Regions from separate parts of the Pan troglodytes genome. Here region 2 is linked to region 1. A link is a contact called in public HiChIP or PLAC-seq data. All regions are on one chromosome and are shown on one strand. The core of a region is the stretch at or near the end of the contact, and the rest is flanking DNA. Distances in the headings are between cores, read along the strand shown. Region 1 holds the start of COQ8B (coenzyme Q8B). Region 2 holds the start of RAB4B (RAB4B, member RAS oncogene family).

Evidence for each region. HiChIP or PLAC-seq counts read pairs in DNA pulled down with a chosen protein or histone mark.
Region 2: an H3K4me3 HiChIP or PLAC-seq map of stem cell-derived excitatory neurons shows a contact between it and region 1, with 2.9 times the contacts expected there. The contact joins the promoter of RAB4B here to the promoter of COQ8B in region 1. A contact is called at or near these places in 1 of 7 Hi-C or Micro-C datasets (stem cell-derived neural progenitor cells) and 1 of 1 datasets of contacts at active chromatin or transcription factors (stem cell-derived excitatory neurons).

The regions. Positions count from the first base shown.
Region 1 is chr20:43,800,560-43,803,665 of NHGRI_mPanTro3-v2.0_pri, reverse strand. It overlaps COQ8B (coenzyme Q8B), which reads left to right and starts at 1,635. Exons shown (of 14, transcript XM_054674146.2): 1 at 1,635-2,201. The coding sequence starts at 1,857. It overlaps ITPKC (inositol-trisphosphate 3-kinase C), which reads right to left and starts at 862. Exons shown (of 6, transcript XM_063801717.1): 1 at 773-862.
Region 2 is chr20:43,860,850-43,863,955 of NHGRI_mPanTro3-v2.0_pri, reverse strand. RAB4B (RAB4B, member RAS oncogene family) reads right to left here and starts at 1,678. Exons shown (of 8, transcript XM_016936036.4): 1 at 1,467-1,678. The coding sequence starts at 1,482. It overlaps MIA (MIA SH3 domain containing), which reads right to left. Exons shown (of 5, transcript XM_063801721.1): 4 at 2,784-2,894; 5 at 1,786-2,466. The coding sequence ends at 2,443.

The DNA.
Region 1 (3,106 bases), core at 386-2,885:
GAGGCTCTCCAGTTTCACACCGGCCTCTGCTCTGTCCCGCCCTCCCTGAACCTGCCCGGCCGGTCCTCCTGATTCACCAGGGGAGAGCCACACCCAAGCTGGGGGTGACGGTGGACAAAGTAAACAAGAGTGTGCAGGGGGCTCCTTGGGGATGTAGGGGTCACAGGGGAGACCAGGTGGGCTCCCGGCTAGGCCAAGGATCCTTTGGCGTTTGGGGTCACACAGCCCTTTTGCGAATCTGATGCAAGCTGGGGGAATCGCTTTGCTCCCTAGAAAAATGTACATACAAATAGGCTAAGGGGTGGTGAAGGTTTGTGACCCTTTAAGACAGCCACAGGCCCCAGATTAAGAAATGTGGGGTAGAAAGTGCACCCTGCCTGTCTCCCTATCCCAGTGTTCTTCAGATTCCAGAGGATTAGACAGATGTCAGACCGTCGCTGCAACAATGTATGTGAACATGCACGGCAGGCTCCTTAGTCCTACAATTTCAGGGGTTCCTGGGCCCCATAAAGTCGGTCAGTGGCCCTCCATTGTAGACCCCCAGGAGTGGAGACAGTGCAGGAAGGGGAAAGGCGAGAATTAAGAAGGGGTGCCTGGAGTGAATTAGTAACCTGGCTGTCAGAGGGAGGAGGTCAGTGGATGGAAGAGGTTCCTGGAGCTGAAATTGCTGGTGGGCAACTAAGAGTAAATGGGTAGAGAACTTCCTAAGCAAAGGCGGAGGAATAAGGAGTTTTGCGTGATGTGGCTCAAGGGCAGGATGGGTCCCACTCACCCCAGACCTGTCCTCGGGATCGCTGGCACCTCCGCCCCCGGCCACCACGTCATCCTCAGACTCGTCGAAAGAAGAGGCAGAGGAGAAGCCGCCGCTGCCCCCCTCAACCCGGGAGGGGGGTCCCACTGGCTGGGCCTCAGGCTCAGGGGTCTCAGGGGTGATGATGAGGCGGGGCACAGGGCACAGGGGGCTACACTTCAGGTGAGAGTACAGGTGAGTCACCAATTCCCCAGGCTCTGGTTCCTCTAATGGGCCATCCTCAGGCTCTCCCAAGAGGCAGTCTGTCCCAGGTGCTGTCTGGGAACCGTCAGTGCTAGGTTGTGTCCAGGAGCCATCAGTATCCTGTTGTATTTGGAAACCACCAGTGCCAGGCTGTTTCCTGGCTGCTTCAGTATCCTGTTTTTTCTGGGAGCCATCAGTATATGGCTCTGTCCAGGGACCTTCAATATCCTGTTGTGTCCTGGAGCCATCAGTATACAATTCTTTCCAGGAGCCATCAGCACTTGGCTCTTTTGAGGGACAGGCTCCTTCTGGGTGAGTCTGGAGGCTGGAACTGTTCTGGTGGGTCCAGAGGTTATCAGCCCAGGACCTGACCCTCTCTGGCTGAGTCTGTGACCCATGCGTTTCCAGCTCTGTCCAGGGCCCATGAACCCCTGGCTGTGTCCAGGGGCTGGCCTCCTCGGGCTGAAACTGGAGGTCGGACCTGTGCGGATCAGTCCAAAGGCCATCTGTCCCGGTCTCCGTCCAAAGACAAGTCGTCTCCAGCTCTGACCAGCTCCTTTCTAGATGCGTCCGGAGGCTGGACCTGTCTGGCTCCGTCTTTTGCTTGGGCCTCTCGGTCTCTACTCCAAGGCCAGCTGCCGCGGGCTCAGTCTGTCCGTCTGTCCAGAATTCTGCCTGCGGACTCTCTGTCCCCGGCGCAGGCCCGAGGCCGGCCCTCTCAGGCTCGCTGTGGAGGCTGGACCCCTCTGTCCGGGCCCACGGCCCGCCCCCCTCCGGCCGCTCCGCCGGGGCCCCTGCGCCGGGCCCAGGTCGCTGCTGTCCCGGCTGCCGCCGTCGCCCTCCTCGCGGCGCCTCCAGTCCCATGCGGGCCGCCGCGGGCAGCGCCCCGGCCTCCGCCTCGCTCAGGCTCCCACGGCACGGGCAGCGCCTCATGCCCGCTCCTTCGGTTCGGGCTTCGGCCGACCCGGCCCCTCCTATCCCTTTAAATCCCGCGAGGGGTGTGGCTGGGGAGCCCCGACTCCCGGGTTCCGGCCCGCGGAGCTCCAGCCCGCCCCGCCGCGCAAGGGTTAACCGATACTCCCCTCAAAGGGGAAAGCCCCGAAGCCCCGCCCCACCGGACGTGACGGAACGGAACGAGACGGAGCCTCGTCCGACTCCGCCTCCCAAGGGGAGGGGGTTTGCCTCTGAGCATCCGAAGCGCGGCCAGGTATGCATCTAGGGCACTGGGGTCCTGGTGGCGCGCCAGTGGGCCCCCTCCCTCCACCCCTGTGACTAAACCACCCTCCCTACACGGTTGAATGACAAGTTCAACCTTCCCTAAAACCCCCGGTGACGAGTCCAGCCGCGCGCCCATTCTTCACGCAGGGGCGGGACGGACTTTCAAAGACTTGGAGTTCCCACGGGTGTGGGTTCGAGACCTTCCTCTGCCAGTTCCCAGCTCCGCTACCCTGAGCAAATGACTTACGCTCCATTGGATTTTCCGTAAGAAATCTCTCTCATGTATAGAGTACTTGTTCTGTATCAGACCCTGACACGATTTCAGTTCATTCTCCAAGGCTGAACAATAGGGATGCCAGGGCTCCATTTTACACGTGAGAACAGAGGCTCAGAGATCTGCCGGCCTCTACCCTTTGCTTGCAGCTACGGGGCTATCTGACATGATCTCATGTATGTGAAGCATGTGGCCCCGGGCCTGGCACTGTCAGTTGTAGCCCAGTAGGATTATTTATTGTCCTAGGTGATTTTGATATATTTTGCCCCCAAGGCTGAGCTGCCACCCAGCTCCTGAGTCAGCCGTTCACGTCTGAAGGGGGAGAGGAGGTGGTTTGTCTTGAAATTGAGTCAACTGGGGGAGACATTGGGCACAGGTCCAAGGCTCTAAAATGAGTCACCTTTTCACAGACCAATGAGAGAAATCGAAGGCAGGAGCCCACCTAGTACCTCATACAGGTTGGGAAGGAGAAGTCCAGAGAGGGATGAGGGCTTTTCTGAGGTCACACAGTACGGGAATAGAGACAAAGAGGCCTGATTCCCGACAAGAGGGGTTGGGGCAGCGGGGTTCTGTGGGGGAAGCATCGGCATCCCTCCCTCTCCCAGTGGTGGGAAAGATGC
Region 2 (3,106 bases), core at 429-2,928, 60 kb before region 1:
ATGTAGTACTTGCCATGTGCCAGGCACATTCTATATTTTTTTTTTCAACTTTTATTTTAGATTCAGGGGGTACATGTGCAGGGGTTTTTTTGTCGTTGTTTTTGTTTTTTTGAGACAGAGTTTCACTTTTCGTTGCCCAGGCTGGAGTGCAATGGCGCGATCTTGGCTCACCGCAACCTCCACCTCCCAGGTTCAAGCAATTCTCCTGCCTCAGCCTCCCGAGTAGCTGGGATTACAGGCATGCGCCACCACACTCAGCTAATTCTGTATTTTTAGTAGAGACAGGGTTTCTCCATGTTGGTCAGGCTGGTCTCAAACTCCCGACCTCAGGTGATCCGCCCGCCTCAGCCTCCCAAAGTGCTGGGATTACAGGCATGAGCCACCGCGCCCAGCCCACATGTGCAGGTTTGTTACATGGGTCAATTGTGTGTTGTTGTGGGCCAGGAACAGTTCTAAAGGTCTTTACTCACATCAACAGCTCACATCATCCTCAGGAAAACTCTATGAGGGAGGTAGACTAAAAATTATTCCCATTTTCCGGATGAGGAAACAGGCCAGAAAGGTTAACTGACTTGCCCAAAGTGACACAGCTGGGCAGAAGTGAGATTCAAACCTAGGCCAAGGGCTCCAGAGTCCCAGATCTTAGCTATTTCGTCGCTAAAGTCTCTTGAAAGCTATTTAAACAAGGACTACGATATAGCCCTTGTTCCTCTTCACCTCCTACCACCCTCTGACTCATTCACTCCACGATAGCTCCTGACCTTCAGTCTATTCCCTGAAAATGACAAGCTGGTTCTCACCTCAGGGTCTTCGCACTCTTCTCCCTTCTCTTCTATATTTGTCGAATGAATGCGGCTCCCTCTGCCTCCTAAACCTGCACTTCCCCTGCCTCCAATCACCACCTCCTATGGTGCATCCCTACTGATTTTCCACTTCCCGACCTCTCCTTCCCTCCCTCTGCCCAGAACTCGGCTCCATTCTCATGCATAAGTCCCACCCTTTGCCACTAAGTCCTGCCCCTAAAACTCAAGGACAGCCCATCCCCAAACCCATTCCAGAGCTCTCTCCAGCCAGATCAGCCCCAGGGTCCCGAGCTTCCATTCAGTGTTCCCTCTAGCCCATAAGCCCGACTCCTGCCATTCATGCAGTCAGCCCCGCCCCTTCACTCAGGCTCCGCCCAGATCCATTAAGGCCCACCTCTTCCCTCAGGGCCTCCCTGAACCCCTCAGGACCAGCTCCCTCAAATCCCGCCCCAGATCTATTTAACCCACGCACCAGACCCTCAGGCTCCACCTAAATCGATTAAGCTCAGCCTCAGACCCACTAAACCCCTCCCAGCATCCACTTAGGTCCTGCCTCCATCACACCAGACCCCGCCCCCTGATCTACAAAGCCCCGCCCATTCCCACAGGCCGCATCCTCCCTGGGCCCAGACCCAGGACCCCAGCTTCGTCCACCACCCTCACCGTAGGTCTCAGCCATGACTCGGTCGCGGCCGCTGAGGGCCGCAATATGGCGCCGCGGCCGCGCCTGCTCCTCGGCTGGCAGCCGCTCCACTCCGGCTACAGCCCCGGCTCCTTCCTACTCCCCGGGCCCGGCACCGCCACTTCCGCCTCCGCCCCCCTCCGGCGCGACCCGCTCCGGCAGCTGGATACCAGGCGACGCTTTCCGAAGGGCGGGATTGGCGGACTCGCGGGCAGGGGGCGGGACAAGAGGCGCGGATTGGTGGCGTGAGAAGGACCAAGCCCAAAGGGGCGGGGCCGAGCCCAGCGATTGGCTGAGCAAGTGGGAAGGGACGTGCAGAGCTGCTTAGCTGAGCCGAGGAACGGATTTAGTCTGGAGTACGGGGGGCAGAGTCGAGTCTCCGGATTGGATCGGAGCGGACTTGGGGGAGGGGATACAAATGCAAAGAAGGGGGCACGGGCAGGATTGACAGAAAGAGGCTGGAAGAGGAGCTGATCTTGAGCTGGCGGGAGCGATTACTGTTCTCAAAGGCAAAAAGGAGGAAAACTGGGCAGATAGGCGCACGTTACTTCCCACCTCCCTTTCCAGATAATCTTCCAAGAAAACCTTTGCTGTGCGATTTATATCCTCCGCGTAGTCCGATTGGCTCCCTCCCACTGGTCTAGAGAGGACACTACAATCCCCTAGTTGGGCTGCTTAGGTTTTCCTTTGCTTGTGTCCGAAACCTAAGCTTAGGAGCGCTCCTACTGCACAGGGCTTTCATCAGTGAAACTCTGCCTAGCAACCACTGACGTTACCACAGGCAGCGGGTTAATTGGTTAGATTCAGCAACCTAGAGAAACATTTCATTTGTACAGTCCCCACCCTACCCTACCCCACCCCACCCCAAAGACCACAGAGACGAGCCGTTTGCACTGGGCTGATTGTATTTGCATAAAGCCAAGGAGGGGAAACGGCAGGGCCAGCGGTAGGCTGAGCTCACTGGCAGTAGAAATCCCATTTCTGAAAAAGAGAAAGGGGAAACAGTGGAAAGAAAACCAGCGGTCACACCACAAAGGATCTAGTGGTTTTAGCAAAGGCTGCAGCTGCAGGGCCCAGGTCTGGCCACACAAGTGCTATGCAAATTAGCCTAGAGCCCTCTAATCTTTGCACCTCCCAACTGGACCCATTTTACTGGTGAGAAAATTGAGGCAGGGAAAGAATTTCTCCCAGCGCACATACCTAGGCTGCCAGGGAGCCAAGTGTGGGAGCATTTTTGCCCATCCCCACAACCTAAGGGTCCTCCCCCCACATTTCTTGCCAGCCCCCATGACACTCACGTCTGTCTTCACATCGACTTTGCCAGGTTTCAGGGTCTGGTCCTCTCGGACAATGCTACTGGGGAAATAGCCCAGGCGAGCAGCCAGATCTCCATAGTAATCTCCCTGAACCTGGGGAAGAGGAGTTAAAAGCTAGGGTCTGGGAAGATGGCAAGCTTGTGCCTGCTGAAGGCCTTTGCATTCTCCCTTCTCCCTGATCTCCACATAACTGGCTCCATCCTTGTCATATGAATCTCAGCTTAAATGCCACCTGTTCAGAGGCCCTTTCTGAACACCCAAGTAAGTCTCTGTTAATTCTCACAGCAGCGCATATTTGCTTTTAT